5 separate regions of the Sus scrofa genome follow, and all the other regions are linked to region 1. A link is a contact called in public Hi-C, HiChIP or PLAC-seq and promoter capture Hi-C data. All regions are on one chromosome and are shown on one strand. Each heading gives the region's core, a stretch centred on a gene start, on an enhancer-like site or on the middle of the called end of the contact. The rest is flanking DNA. Distances are from core to core; before and after follow the strand shown.

What was found. Promoter capture Hi-C pulls out the DNA fragments that hold promoters and counts their contacts. A called contact is a pair of places that touch in the nucleus more often than the background predicts. HiChIP or PLAC-seq counts read pairs in DNA pulled down with a chosen protein or histone mark.
Region 2: a contact with region 1 is called in a promoter capture Hi-C map of fetal liver, with 3 times the contacts expected there. The contact joins the promoter of ABCA3 here to the promoter of PRSS27 in region 1. A contact is called at or near these places in 2 of 5 promoter capture datasets (fetal liver and liver), 1 of 47 Hi-C or Micro-C datasets (embryonic fibroblasts) and 2 of 2 datasets of contacts at active chromatin or transcription factors (alveolar macrophages and skeletal muscle).
Region 3: a Hi-C map of liver shows a contact between it and region 1, with 4 times the contacts expected there. The contact joins the promoter of TRAF7 here to the promoter of PRSS27 in region 1. A contact is called at or near these places in 2 of 5 promoter capture datasets (fetal liver and liver), 1 of 47 Hi-C or Micro-C datasets (liver) and 1 of 2 datasets of contacts at active chromatin or transcription factors (alveolar macrophages).
Region 4: a contact with region 1 is called in an H3K27ac HiChIP or PLAC-seq map of alveolar macrophages. The contact joins the promoter of RNPS1 here to the promoter of PRSS27 in region 1. A contact is called at or near these places in 2 of 5 promoter capture datasets (fetal liver and liver) and 1 of 2 datasets of contacts at active chromatin or transcription factors (alveolar macrophages).
Region 5: a contact with region 1 is called in an H3K27ac HiChIP or PLAC-seq map of alveolar macrophages. The contact joins the promoter of E4F1 here to the promoter of PRSS27 in region 1. A contact is called at or near these places in 1 of 5 promoter capture datasets (fetal liver) and 2 of 2 datasets of contacts at active chromatin or transcription factors (alveolar macrophages and skeletal muscle).

Annotation. Positions count from the first base shown.
Region 1 is chr3:39,393,596-39,396,295 of Sscrofa11.1, reverse strand. PRSS27 (serine protease 27) reads right to left here and starts at 1,282. Exons shown (of 7, transcript XM_021086750.1): 1 at 901-1,282. The coding sequence starts at 952.
Region 2 is chr3:39,687,842-39,690,541 of Sscrofa11.1, reverse strand. ABCA3 (ATP-binding cassette sub-family A member 3) reads right to left here and starts at 1,409. Exons shown (of 35, transcript XM_005655176.3): 1 at 1,154-1,409.
Region 3 is chr3:39,827,147-39,829,846 of Sscrofa11.1, reverse strand. TRAF7 (E3 ubiquitin-protein ligase TRAF7) reads left to right here and starts at 1,397. Exons shown (of 21, transcript XM_003124733.4): 1 at 1,397-1,592.
Region 4 is chr3:39,737,620-39,740,319 of Sscrofa11.1, reverse strand. It overlaps RNPS1 (RNA-binding protein with serine-rich domain 1), which reads right to left and starts at 1,262. Exons shown (of 8, transcript XM_003481099.4): 1 at 563-1,262. LOC110259946 (a long non-coding RNA gene) reads left to right here and starts at 2,040. Exons shown (of 2, transcript XR_002342443.1): 1 at 2,040-2,700.
Region 5 is chr3:39,771,624-39,774,323 of Sscrofa11.1, reverse strand. E4F1 (transcription factor E4F1) reads left to right here and starts at 1,300. Exons shown (of 21, transcript XM_021086766.1): 1 at 1,300-2,315. The coding sequence starts at 2,156.

The DNA of each region.
Region 1 (2,700 bases), core at 33-2,532:
CACCTCTGCCCACGTGAAGGGACCGGAGGGGTGGGACAGGACCCTGTGCCAGGAGGCCGGGAGGGAGGAGGGAGCTGGGCAGCAAGGCCTGGCAAGGCCCGGTGGAGCCCAGGGAGGCTGCACCCTCCTTCCCTGGTGGGAAGCCTGCACCCTCCTTCCCTGGTGGGAAGCCTGGAGCCCTGGCCAAGCTGCAGCCTGGGGTGACCTGGCCCGGCCCTGGGAGGTGACTTGAGGACAGGGAAGTAAGGTGGCAGCTGGGCTGGCCAGGCTGGCCCAGGAATGCGGGAGAGTTTCCCTGGCAGAGAGCAGCCCGCCCAGCTGGGAGGGGCCTGGCAGGTGCATTCCCCCCCCCCCGACCTCCCCTGTTGGCCCTTGCCAACCTTCACCCAAGAGAGCGGGGGAAGGGCCGGAGGTGCAGGGCCTGCTCCTCCAATTCCCTCCCTCTGTGCCGGAGCAGGAACCTGGACCCCCGTGTGTCCTCCCTGCCCCCCACTGAGCCTTCACCAGGCTCAGGTGGCAACCCAGCCACCCTTCCCAGGCCCAGATGTCAGTGACCCAGAGATTGGCTGGCGCCCAGCGGTCTTGAGGTCAGATCCTACAGCACCACGTTTTCATCTTGAGAGGCCAGGACCAGAGGGGGCAGAAGCAGCTTGGCTGTAATTTGCCTGAGGCAAGGGGAGGGATGGGATCCGGCCTGTGTCACTGCCTCCTGGTCCTCCCGCCTGCACCCACACCCCCATCCCCAGTTCACTCCACCTGTGGAACCTCCGGAATCTTCCCACTGAGGCAGGAAGGGAGACTGGTGCTGCAGCCCGAGGCCTGGCCGGGGAGTGGGGGCTTAGCTGCCGCTTGGGTAGGACAGAGAGGCCCTTACAGATGCCTGCAATGTCTAAGACTCACCAGTCCGCAGCAGCAGCAGCAGGAGCAGGGCCAAAGCTGGCACCTGCCCCATGGTCTCAGCCTGGCTGGAGTGCCTGCCGGGCAGGGGACTGCTGTGGCAGGAGCTCCGTGACCACTAGCTCTATGTGTAGGGCTCCATGAAGTGGGGTTTTATGCTGGAGATGAGTGTCAGCTCGGCTATGCCGCTGGACCTGTCAGCCAGGCCCGCCCAGTTCCTCTGGGCAGGAAGGAGGCACCCCAGAACCCCGACTCCTCCATGGCCTGGCCCTGAACCCCAAGGGGACAGGCCTCTCATGCTAAAACACCTTAGGGTTTGCGGGCCAGGGTGCGTGTGTCCCATTTATTTATTTATTTGTTTGTTTGTTTATTTTACCTTTTCTAGGGCCGCACCCGCGGCATATGGAGGTTCCCAGGCTAGGGGTCCAATCGGAGCTGTAGCCCCTGGTCTACACTACAGCCACAGCAACTCAGGATGCGAGCCGCATCTGCAGCTTACACCACAGCTCACGGCAACGCCGGATCCTTAACCCACTGCGCAAGGCCAGGGATTGAACTGGCAACCTCATGGTTCCTAGTCGGATTCGTTAACCACTGCGCCACGACGGGAACTCCGCATGTGCCCCATTTAAGTGCTTGTGGCAAGGGTTCCGCCTCCACGGTGACTGACCACACTCTCCAGCTGACCACAGGCCCACCTGAGCTGACTGCGGTCCACCACGCGACCCTCTCTGTTTCATTCATCCGTTCATTTATTTTTATTTACTGAGCACCTGCCATGCGCCGCAAACAGTCCGGGACTGGGGCTTGCGCTTTGCCGGAAGGAGGATGGCTAAGGGCCAGGTCACCTGAGCCTAAGCGGGAGCGTCTGGCGGGCTCCGCCGCTGACCCCAGCGCCCCTCCCCGCCCCCCGGCTCTCCCTCCAGACCTGGGTTCCAGCAGTCCCAGGCCTGGCCCTGGGTGACCCTGACCGGCCTCTCCCTGCCCCCTGCCCGCCGCCGTCGCAGGGGTGGGGGTGGGGTTCCCGGAACGCGAAGGCCAGCGTGGGCGGGGCGGAAGCTGCTTCTGGGAAGGCCGTGCCAGGAGGACCGTCCCCAGGTGTCCCTGCCCTGGGAGCGGCTGGCCGGGTCCAGGACGTGCAGTCGTCGCGGAAGCGGCTCTGGGAGGAAGTTATTTGGGGCACGGAGCTGACGTCAGAGCCGGAGCCGGGGCTCGGCGGCGAGGCCGGGCCGGGACCGGCGGCCGAGGACCAGGTCGGGCAGAGCCGGTGGGGGCTGGGGCGGGGAGCGCCGGATGACCGGCAGAGCCCGGCCTCAGTTTCCCCGCCCACACAGTGGGTGCGTGCGTGGCCTGGGGGTGCGCCGGCGCGCCCCGGAAGTCGGGGACGGCCGAGGTCGCCGACTTTCCGCCCCCTCCCCATCTCCGCGCTCCGGCCTTGGCCTTGGCCTTGGCGGGCGCTCCCGGTCAGCGCGCCACTGCCCTCTAGGGGCCGCCGGCAGCAGCGCCGGGCCGCTGGGGCGGGAGGCTCGGCTCCGCGCTGTCTGTCTTCCTCGCACAACTCCCAGCCCCAGCCCTTCCTGCTCCTCCACTCCTCCGCTCCTGCCCTCCGACCTCCCCTCCGTCTCCGCGTCTCCCGCAGCCCTCGGGGGAAGAGGGGGCGCCACCCTCGACGGGGGACGGCTGCCCGGGCGCTGGCGCCCTCCTCCTGCGCCCCCCTGCCTCCCGGGTCCCTCCGCTGCGCCCCCTCCACGCGGCGTCCCGGAGTCCGGGCGGCCTGTCTGCGTGAGCGGGAGTCCCTCGGGG
Region 2 (2,700 bases), core at 160-2,659, 290 kb before region 1:
AGAGGAAAACATTCCCAATCTTTTCAGGTTTACAAAGGGCAGCATCAAGATGTTTTGAATGAAATGATACAGTTGCTCAGGAGAAAAGAGCTAACTCTTCCACTTGCACCCTGCCCGGGTCTGCACACTGTCACAGGGGCTCAGCCCCTCCGTCCACAAGGCTTCCTTGCGGGCCTGTCATGGAGACGCGCGAGCAAGGCAAGCCCCAGCAAGGGACAATCTGTGCCTCTGGGGAGCTCACAGCTCAGGAGGCAAAGAGGCAAACAAGCAGAAATAACCCTATAAGGTAATGGTTTTAATTAGGCAGCGACCAAGGAAGTGACAAGGGGCATTCACTCATGCAACAAATAGGCACCAAGCATCTGTCCTAAGCCCACATGCAGCAGACAGTGTCTGCCCTCATGAAGCTCAGAATCTACTTCAGAAAAGAGACAATTCCTGTGTACACACAATTTCATACCAAACAGACTGACCGTGGGCATCAGCGCTGTGGGAGGCCCCTCTGTCTAGATCAGTCATTGCCCTTCCTTCTGTCCACACGCAACGCCCACCACTAACAGTGGACCCCTGGCCCCCCACCCTGAGGCCACGAGAAGGAGGATTTTCGAGCAGGGCGGACTCGATTATGGGGAAGCATTCCCACCAACACTGGGAATCTCTGCACCAAGACATGAGCCAGCAGCAGCCTTGGCGGCCCTGCCTCGGCTCCCCAGCCTGGGATGCTGCACGGCTTTGGCAGGCAAGTGCTCAAAGTGTCGGCCGGTGAACGCCTGCGGGGTTTGACGTGGTAGGAGTCTGCCCACCCTGCTCGGGCATGGCACAAAGGATGCCGCAGTGATTGCAACTCCAGGAAGATTAAGTTTCTCCAAGAAGGGCCGGCTTGGAGGAGCTGCCTGAGAGGATGGGGACACGCCCAGAGACAGACCAGGGCCGAGGGGAAGCCTGAGTCAGGGCGGCCTGGCACTGCGCAGAGATGCACCTGCTGGGGCGGCGCCGGGGGGTGCGGGCAGGGCAGGGCCACGGTAGGGGCCGGACAGGGACCGGGGCGGCCCGCGGTGGGGAGGGTGGCCCGGGCGGGGAAGCGGCCCCGGAGCCGGGAGCCAAGAGCCCTGGGAGCCAGCGCGCGCGAGCAGCGGGTCCTGGCGGCACTCACCGACCCTCAGCACCCGGGCGGCGATGGCCGGCGCGCTGCCCTCTCGCGGGGTCCCCTCCCTCGGCTTCCGGCCCTGCTCTGGCCTCGCGGCGGCTGCGGCGACCACTGCTGACAGCTGCTAGGCCGCCGCAGCGGGGAGGGGGCGCCGGCGACCCGAGGCAGCTGGAGGACGCGTCCACTCGGGCTCCTGCAGGGGGCGCGCCGGCCGGCTCGCGCATGCGTTGCAGGCTTCCCCTGCGGGTGCCCGGCCCGCCCTGGGACCCCTCCCCGCTCCGCCCCTGCTTGCGCCTGCGCAGTGCTCCGCGCCCGCGGGGGGTTGGGAGGGGTACGGCCGGCAGGGGGCGCGCGACGCGGGGCGAGGGCTTGGCCTGTGAGGCGAACGGTGTGGCCTCCAGGCGGGCGGCTGAAGTGGTCAGGCAGGACCCTCCCATTTCCCTGGTGGGCCTCCGTTTCCCTCCCTTGCAGTGTCTTTCGTCGGGCACGAGGGTCCTTCTCTTCACGGAGGGAGGGCGCTTTGCGCCCTTAGGCCTGGCGCGGACATCGCTAGGTGTTCGAGGCCCTGAGGGGTGGACGGAGGGCGAGGAAGGTTCTAGAAAGCCGAGAGGTGGGCAGGAAGGCCCAGCACCTCTGGGCGTGGCCGCGGTCGCGGGGCGCAGCTCTGGGGTCCGAGGCCGCAGGCAGGCGGGTCGGGAGGTAGGGTCAGGGTCACCTCGGGAGCGTCCCAGGTCGGGCCGAGAGAGTCCGGGGGCTGGGCTGGGGTCGCCTTGGACCGGACAGTCCCGAGGCCCGACGGGGGTCACCGGGGCGGAGGGGCTGGCGGCGTGGGTGGCGCTGGGCCAGCCGTCGCCCAGGCGGTGAGTGCTGCCAGCGGCCTGTCGAGTCCCAGGACCCTCCTGTGGCCCGACGTCCAGCTGCCCGTCCGTCGTTCGCTGCCCTCCGCCCGGCCTCTGGCGGCTCCCGGCGCAGGTCGCTGGGCCCTGGACGTCGCCTGCTGACCAGCCGGCTCCGGGCCGCCCCCCGCGCGCCTGGGGCCGAGGACAGACGGAATGGTAAAGTCAGGACCCAGGCTGGGGGGGCGGGGGGGAAGGGGGGACCGCGGTCCCCAGAGACGCCGTAGCGGTTAATGCTGGCGCAGCCGGGGCCCCATGGCAGTTACTTCCTTGTTGGTTGGCTTTTTTCTGTCTCTCTCACCAGAAGGTGGATGGTGTCTGTGAGGAAAGGGACCTTGTCCAGATCGTGGCTACATCCTAGGGTCGTAGCATGGCTGGCACAGAGGAGGCACTTTCTTTGCTTTTTAGGGCCGCGCCTGCGGCATGTGGAGGTTTCCAGGCTAGGGATTGAATCAGAACTGTGGCCGTTGGTCTACACCACAGCCACAGCCACATCAGCATAGGATCCGAGCCAGGTCTGCAGCCTACACCGCAGCTCCCTGCAAGGCTGGATTCTTAACCCACTGAGCGAGGCCAGGGATCAAACCTGCATCCTCATGGTTCCTAGTCAGATTCGTTAGCCCCTGAGCCACGCCGGGAATTCCAGAGGATGCACTT
Region 3 (2,700 bases), core at 148-2,647, 430 kb before region 1:
TTAGCCGAGGCTTAAGGGCTAGCGGAAGTCTCCAAGTGGCTCGCAGGTGTAGTGGGGAATCCCACTGGTCTCTCCTGGAGCTCGCCTTAGCTGGGGAGTGGTCTATCCAGCTTTCCGGTCCAGAAACACAGACCAATGTAGGGGTGGAGAGGTGACCGGTTATGGCCCTTTCCAAGGGGGCTGCAGTTGGGAGGAGGGGATCCCTCCTTCCAGTATGTGATTAGGGCCTGAGGTCCTGAGGCATATAGAGGTGTATCACCTTTCCACCTTTGGTTGTCCCGGGTTTTAGCCTCATTCTGGAAATGTGCCAGTGAGATGGCATATGCCTGAAGGGCAGATGTTTCTGGATCTCAGAGTGCCTCAGTGGCGAAAGCAAAGTATAGGATCTCAAGGGAGCTCTATCCTCCTATTCCTTGGGAGCAGGCGTCCTGTTTTGGACGATGATTAATGCCCTGTTCTGACTCACCCGGGTCTGGTTTCCGTTCCTAACACCAACAGGTGTGAGAGTGAAACACATGCGTTCCCATCAACTCACCACCTCTGCTTCACTGCTGAGCACTCTGGACAGACATGGACTCCCACCTTATTAACCAGGCCCCCATGGATGATTTGCCTCGCAGTCTTCTGCCAGGTCACCGATGTTCCTGAAAGACAGACAGCGCCCAAATGTAGACCGAAACCCAATTCTGCCAAGGCCTGTTTTCACCCCCAGGTCTTTTAAGGGCGCTCACCCTGAAGCCTCAGTCTTGCAAAAATAATCAGACTGCACGTGCAGCTTTCATACGAGGTGTCAGAAGTCAAAGCAATTCATCATAGGCTCAGAGCTGAAAGGAGTAAGCAGGCCCAGCCCAGCCTTACCTGTAGGGAGAAGTACCGCTGGAGGTTCGGGACAGAACTGGGAAGTGGGGGCAGGAACGTATAGAATGCTGAGGGCCACGGAGGAGCTCAGACGGAGGCTGGACCTGGGGGCTAGGTCGGCCGGCGGGTTTAGGCCACCTCCGCGGCCCACCTCGGGCCCAGGTCCTCCCGGGACCGTGGTGCACAGAGGTAGGAAGAATGAGCACACCGATCTCTTCCTTGATTCCGAAAGAATGCGAGGGTGCGAGGCTCAAGCTTTTATAGAAACTGCCTCACCTCTGCGATTGGGCAAGCCGGGCGGAAGTATTTGCCCTCCTCACCGCTGATACGCTCCGCTCTCTACTCCCCGGTCTCTACCAATCGCGCCTTGGCATTTCTTTTGGGGGCGGTCTCCTGGACCTGACAGCCGAAACTCCACCCTTTTGCAGAGGCCATTGAACCCAACTGTGAACGACGGATGTACAAAACCAATCAGACTCCGATCTGCAACATAGAGTGATTCCGAAGTCACCAATCCGGCTCTGCGACGTCAGAGCCCGCCGGAAGTCATAGTTTCTTAAGAACCTCCCGTAAGGCTGCCGCCGCGGGTCCCGGGAGCCAGGGAACTACGAATCCCGGCGGGCGCAGCGCCAGAGCGCTTCCGGCTCGAGCGTCCAGTCCCTTTCCCGGACAGCGGCCGAGGGGCACGATGAAGCGGGAGGGTGGTGCTGCCGTTCTCGAGCGGCCACGGGCGGGTGAGTGTCTGCGCGGCGTACTGGGTCTGGGGCTCGCGCCTTGGGGCCGCGCGGTGGGGCCGGGGGAGAGGGCGTGTTGGGGGCCCGGGAAGGGGGGGGGGGTCGCGTTTGGGGGGCGGGGCTGAGGCCCGCCGGGATCTCCCTGTCTGTCCATCAGCTGGTCCGTCGCTCGCTCCCTTCCTCCATACTCTCCTTATTCATTCCTTCTTCCTGCCTTTACTGATCGCCGCCGGGTGCCCAGCACTGTTATAGGCGCCGGGAGACTACGGAGAGTGTGACCCTCGTTCTCTTAGGCTCTTAGGGTTTCTCTGAGCGCAGGGTTTCTCAGTCTCACCACTCTTGACACTTCGTGGCCATCATTCCCTTCCGTGCCTTGTAGAATGTTGAGCAGCGTCCCTGATCGCCACCTTCTAGAAACCAGTATCCTGTCCTTCTCAATGCGACAACCAAAAATGTCTCCAAACATTTCCATGCATTCCCCCTTTGAGAAGCAGGGATCTAGAAAGTGGGGGGGACTGACCATACACAGAGACAGTCCTGAGGGGTTGTGATAAGTGCCGCGAAAGAAAGAAACCTGGCGTTGAGAGAGTCCTGGGGGGCTCTTGAATGGCTTGGGGAGGGGGCGGTGCAGTGAGCAGTCTGTCTGGCCTGGGGAGTTTCTGGAAGGGCTTGCTGAGCAAAGGGAGCAAGAGATGCAAAGGCCTAGAGTGAGAAAGCTTGGCAGACACCAGCAAGGAGGGAGAGGTGAAGTCGGGGAGGCCTCACGGGGATTGTCCTGTGCTGACAAGGGAGGCTGTTGGGAGATCCAGCACAGGAGAGCGGCCATCAGGTCTAAGTCCAGTAAGAAGCCTCTGGTTGTGTGTGGAGGAGGCCCGCTGGCTTCAGTGGGGAAGTCGGTGAGAGTGAGGAGGCTGGGAAGAGGGGGGTGGGGCCCTCTCTCCAAGTCTGTTGACCTGGCCTGGTTGTCTTGAGCCAGGCCAGGGCCATCAGCTGGGGCCGAGTCTGGGGTCCTGCCGGATGGCACCCTGCCCTGGGAGGAGGGGAAGGGTGCCACTCAGCATCGCTGCGCCCCTTGCTCAGAGCCCTGTGCTGCCCAGCCCGTCAGCCC
Region 4 (2,700 bases), core at 13-2,512, 340 kb before region 1:
CTCTGGAAAGTTAAGAACCACAGAGTACGTAAACGCTTCGCTGGGCGAGGCCTAGGTGGTAGAAAGCAATGGTTGACGTTCTCTGTTTACACAAGTTCAGGTAACAGCACAGGACTCTGGTTACCTCCCCCATCCTCCGGAAAGTTGCGCAGTCCAACAGCCAGAGAGAGGAGAGAACAACTAGTTAAATCTCGAGTAGCTACCGTTTCAGGTCGTATCTTCAGAGCCCCTTCCCCGCTGAACAGTACGTTTTAGGCATATTCATGCGAAATTACAAAGGCAAAAAGCCACATCTCTTCTCCACTGATATTTAACCTTCCCGTACCCTCCCTCCTGGGGCAAGCCGGGAAACAGAGCTCCAAGGCATTAAGGGCCATATCCCCAAAGATGGGCACCGAGAACGGCACACAGGAGTCCGACAAATGTTCGTGGATTCCATGTTTAAAGCAAGATCTTCAAAAGGAAGGTCAGACGGTCACCCAGGGCACCCCACAAAGCAACTCTGCACCCACCGGCCCCGGGCCCAACGCGACCTCGCCGCCCCCTGTCCGCGTAGACTCACAACTCCCCACTCCAGGCGCCGGGCCGCGAGAGCTTCCAGGGCAGGGCCTGACGTTGCGGGCCTGGGTCTCCTGCCCGGCGAGAGGACCCTGAGGGTGGAGGCCGAGTTCCCGGCTGCTCCGAATTCCGCGGGCCTCCCTGGGCCCGCCGCAGAGAAGACGAAGCGAGGGCGCCCTTCCGCCCGCCGCAGCCCCGACCACTTCCGGGCCGCGGCCTCGGCGCCTCCTACTCAGCTCTCCTCTGGCCACTCTTTCTTCTTAAGAACTACACCGCGCCGCTAGGCCGCCGTTGCCACCGCGGGGCCGGGGAGAGGGCCGGCTTCACGATGCACCCCGCCGACCTTGGCGAGCGGCCCCCGAAGCTCGGATGGGGTCGGATTCCCGCAACTTACATCTTCCCGCCGCCGAGACCTCCTCCCGCTTTCCTCAGCCGCCGAGGCCGGCGCCGCTCTGGCGTCAGGATTAGGGAGCGGGAAGGCGCCGTCGTCCGGCGCGCAGCGATGACGTAGAGCGCCTCAGCCAATGAGCGCGAGCAAGGAGAATGTTAAAGAGCCAAGGTCGTGTGTAGCACCCCGCGTTGGAGCGCGTACTTTGGTTCCCCTCTCGGGAGGGGCGTCTTGGGCCGCCAGGGGCTGGCTGCGCGGCGCATAGGGCGGGCAAACTGGCAGCTTGCTGGGGCTGGGAGGGCCGTGCTGCGTGGTAGCTCGCGGGCCGGCGCGGGGCGGGTTAAGGCGGCCCTGCCCCTCTCCGTGCGCCTGCGTCCTAGGCTCGCCGCGGGCTTGGTGCGGTCCGTGGGCGCTGGGCCTGAGACCCGGAGTTTCGGGCGGCGGGGTTGGGGGAGGAGTGCGCAGGTGCCGCGGCCTCTAGCCGACCGCCGTGGGGACCGGCCGGGCAGAGGGTTCGTGCGGTTAGAAGCCTCTCAGGGAGTGGCCAGGCAGACGCAGCTTTTACTCCAGCGGAACTCGGCCGGGTGGGTAAGACGGGGTAGTGCCGTCAGAAAGGACGGGCAGCAAAAGACAGGGTAGAAGACGAGGTGCAGGAGTCCCCGTCGTGGTTCAGGGGAAACAAGTCTGACTACAGTCCATAAGGACGCCGGTTAGATCCCTGGCCTTAATTAGTGGATTAAGGATCCGGCGTTGCCTATGAGCTGTGATGTAAGGTCGCAGACGCGGCTGGGATCTGGTGTTGCTGTGGCTGTGTCGTAGGCTGGCAGCTGCAGCTCCGATTCGCTCCCTGACCTGGGAACCTCCAAATACCGCACATGCGGCCCTAAAAAGACAATAAATAAATACATTAAAAATTTAAAAAAGAAGGAGTTCCCATTGTGGCTCAGTGGTTAACCAATCTGACTAGGAAGCATGAGGTTGTGGGTTCGATCCCTGACCTTGCTCAGTGGGTTAAGGATCCGGTGTTGCCGTGAGCTGTGGTGTAGGTCGCAGGCGCAGGTCGGATCCTGCATTGCAGTGGCTCTGGCGTAGGCCGGCGGCTACCTCTAGCCTGGGAACCAACATATGCAGCGAGAGAGACCCAAGAAATGGCAAAAAGACAAAAAATAAAATAAAATAAAATAAAAAGAGAAGACTAGGTGCAGAAGTCAAGGCGCCTCTGCGGAGGTGACACTGCAGCTGAGACCCAAGTGGAAGGGTGCCCTCAGCCGAGAGAAGAGCAGGTGCAAAGGCGCAGAGGCTTGCTGGCAGAAGCCGGGGCTAGGAAGGTGGAGTTTAGCATTTGGGGGGAACTTGGAAGGTGTGCAAGATAAGGCGCCAAGGCTTCATCCCGGGGCTGGTGGACGGCGCAGGCGGGGAGGCATTGCCAGAGCCTCCTGGCAACGGCAAGAGGGTGAGGTTTAGAGGCCCAGGACCAGGCAGGAGGCTGTTGGAGTAAAACCCGGCTCTGAGAGGGCCAGGGCTTGCAGGGTTTGTTGACTGCTGTGTACCTGCTTCCTTCCTTATTGGAAGGAGGGGAGGAAGGTGCACCCCTGTCTCAGAACAGGTGGAACAGGTAGACTCAGCAGGGAAGAGAAGAGAGCAGATCCAGGGTGTGTTCCGGGGAAAGGAACCACTGTGGTGCGGAGATGGGCCAGAGATGGGCACCTGGACGGTGCCTTTGATACCTCATCCTGGGTTGAGGGGTGTCTGAG
Region 5 (2,700 bases), core at 51-2,550, 380 kb before region 1:
CTCAGAGCCCATCTCTCCTGGATCTTCCTTGCGGACACAGCAGTCAGAGGGATCCTTCGGAAACACTGACCAGCACTCACTCTGCTTACACCCCTGGAATGGTGAATGAGCCCCCCGTAGAAAGCAGCCCCACTGTTACCCCCGCCTAACCTCTGGCGACGTAACCTGTGCCTCACCCTTCTCAGCTCCTGCCAGGCCAAGGGTCCTCGCTTTCCCAGCTGGGCAGCCCTGACATGGAAAAAATATCTGCTTGGTGCCCTTTCAGGGCAGAGCTGCCCACTCCCTGCCCGGGCCGTTGTATCGTGCTTGGGCTCCCCTGGAGACTGGCCTTCTTGGAGTAAAAATGGCATCTGATTCCCCTGAGTCTCTGGAATCCAGCTGAGCCACAGAGAATAACTGAGCTGGGAGAGCATGCCCTATGGGTTTCTAGCCCATGACTCTGGACAGACTTGAGTTAGAATCTTTGGTCTGCCCTTGAGCAAATGTCCTGTCAATTCTGTGCCTCAGTTTCTTCATCGTTAAAATGGGGATGAGAGAGTTCTGGTTGTGGTTCAGCAGGTTAAGAACCTGACTAGTATCCATGAGGATGGAGGTTTGATCCCTGGCCTTGATCAGTGGGTTAAGGATCTGGCATTGCTGAAAGGTGTGGTGTAGATCCCAGATGCAGCTTGGATCCAGTGTTGCTGTGCTGAGGCATTCGACCCCTAGCCCAGGAACTTCCATTGGCCACAGGTGCGGCCATAAAAAGAAAAAAAATTAAAATAAATAAAAGCACTTAGCTTCAAAGACTAATTAAATACTACCTGAAAAAGAATAAAAGGAGGCGTTCCTGCTGTGGCACAATGGGATCAGTGATACCTTGGGAGCACTGGGAGCAGCTTCCATCCCTGGCCCAACGCAGTGGGTTAAGGATCTGGATTTGCTGCAGCTGCGGCTTAGGTCATGACTGCGGCTCAGATCTGATCCCTGTCCTGGGAACTCCACATCCTGCCAGGCAGCCAAAAATGAAAAAAGATAAGAAAAAAAAAAAAAAGAATAAAAGGGACCATTGGGAATTCCCGTCGTGGCTCAGCCGAAACGAATCTGTCGAGTATCCATGAGGACACAAGTTCGATCCTCGGCCTTGATCAGTGGGTTACAGATGTGGCTTGGGTCTGGTGTTGCTGTGGTGTAGGCCAGGGGCTGCAGCTTGGAATCGACCCCTGGCCTGGGAACCTCCGTATGCTTCAGGTGCGGCCCTAAACACACAAACGAAAACCAAAAAACCCCATTATGCTAAGTGAAAGAAACCCGATGCGAAAGACCATGTGTGTCATTCCATTTATGTGATATGTCCAGAAAAGGCTAAGCCATGGAGAAAGAAAATAGTTGCCAGGGGCTGGCGGGGAGGGGAGACGGGGGAGTGACTGGGTACAGGTTTTCTGTTGAAATGATGATGACTTCTCAAACTACATTTCGGTGGTAGTTGCACGACACTGTGTACTGTCACTAACAGTAAATTCTATGTGTACTTATCACAACTAATTAGACAAGAGAATAAAAGTCTTAGGGAAGCTACCCGTGAGCCATCCCCAACTCGGGGGTTGTCTCGAGGTCGCTGGGTCAACATTCAAGGGAGATTCTGTCATCCGAGAAGGGGTCGGGGACGGGCGGCGAACATCACTCTACCGGTCTCAGTTGGAGCGGTGTCCTGGCAGCGGCCCTCAAGCTCATATCCAGGCGGGGCACCCGTGGCTGCACCACCAGCTCAGGGCCGGTCAGGTGGCGCTGCCAGTCCGCCTCGCCCCTCTTCTCAGGCTCTCGAAGCTCGTGGAACCCAAACCCAGCGCTCCAATCGTCAGGGTGGCCCAGCCCCCTGCCGGGCCAAGCCACGCCCCTAGGGCCTTCCACTGGCTCCGCCCCTCCGCCTGTCAGTTCGCTCCACCGTAACCACACCCCTCCCAGCAGGCCCGACCCGTCTCTTCTCACCTAGGGTCTAGCCCCACCTCTGTGGTTCCAGGCCACACCCTCCGGCCCCGCCCCGCCGCCTGCCCATCAAACGCACCCGGGCCCCGCCCCATCGCCCTCAGGTCTGTTTCTCTTGCAGGCCTGGGCGCGGCCCGTTGTTATGACGACACGGTCGTAAATCCGCCATCTTCCTGCGGCGCGTTGCGACATGGAGGGCGCGATGGCAGTGCGGGTGACGGCCGCGCATACGGCAGAAGCCCGGGCCGAAGCCGGGCGGGAAGCAGGCGACCGCGGGGTTGCAGCGGCGGCGGCGGCGGCTTTGGCGCCCAGTGGCTTCCTCGGCCTCCCGGCGCCCTTTAGCGAGGAAGGTAACAGGGCCGGACGGGCCCGGGCGCGGCCAGGGTGGGGGCGGCTCAGACCGGCTGCCGGAGGCCCGGGTGGCCTGCGCTTCGGGCGTGACAGGCCTTTCCAGACCCGGTTCTTTGTGGAGCTCACGTCCCCCCAGGGCCCCTCACGGCCTTGCACGAGCCCCCGAGTTCCTCGGAGCCCCGGGCCCCTCCTGCGGGACTCCCATCACCCTCTTGGACCTAGGTGCCCACCCACGAATACTCACAGGTGTCCAAGCCACGGGGGCTGTCCGTGTAGATGTCTGCGACCGCTTCTCCCGCCAGCCCTGTTCTCAGGGCCCCGGCCTGGCCCCTCTCCGCCTCCGTGTCTGGGCAGGGCCCTGCCCTCCTCCAGGCCCCCTCACAC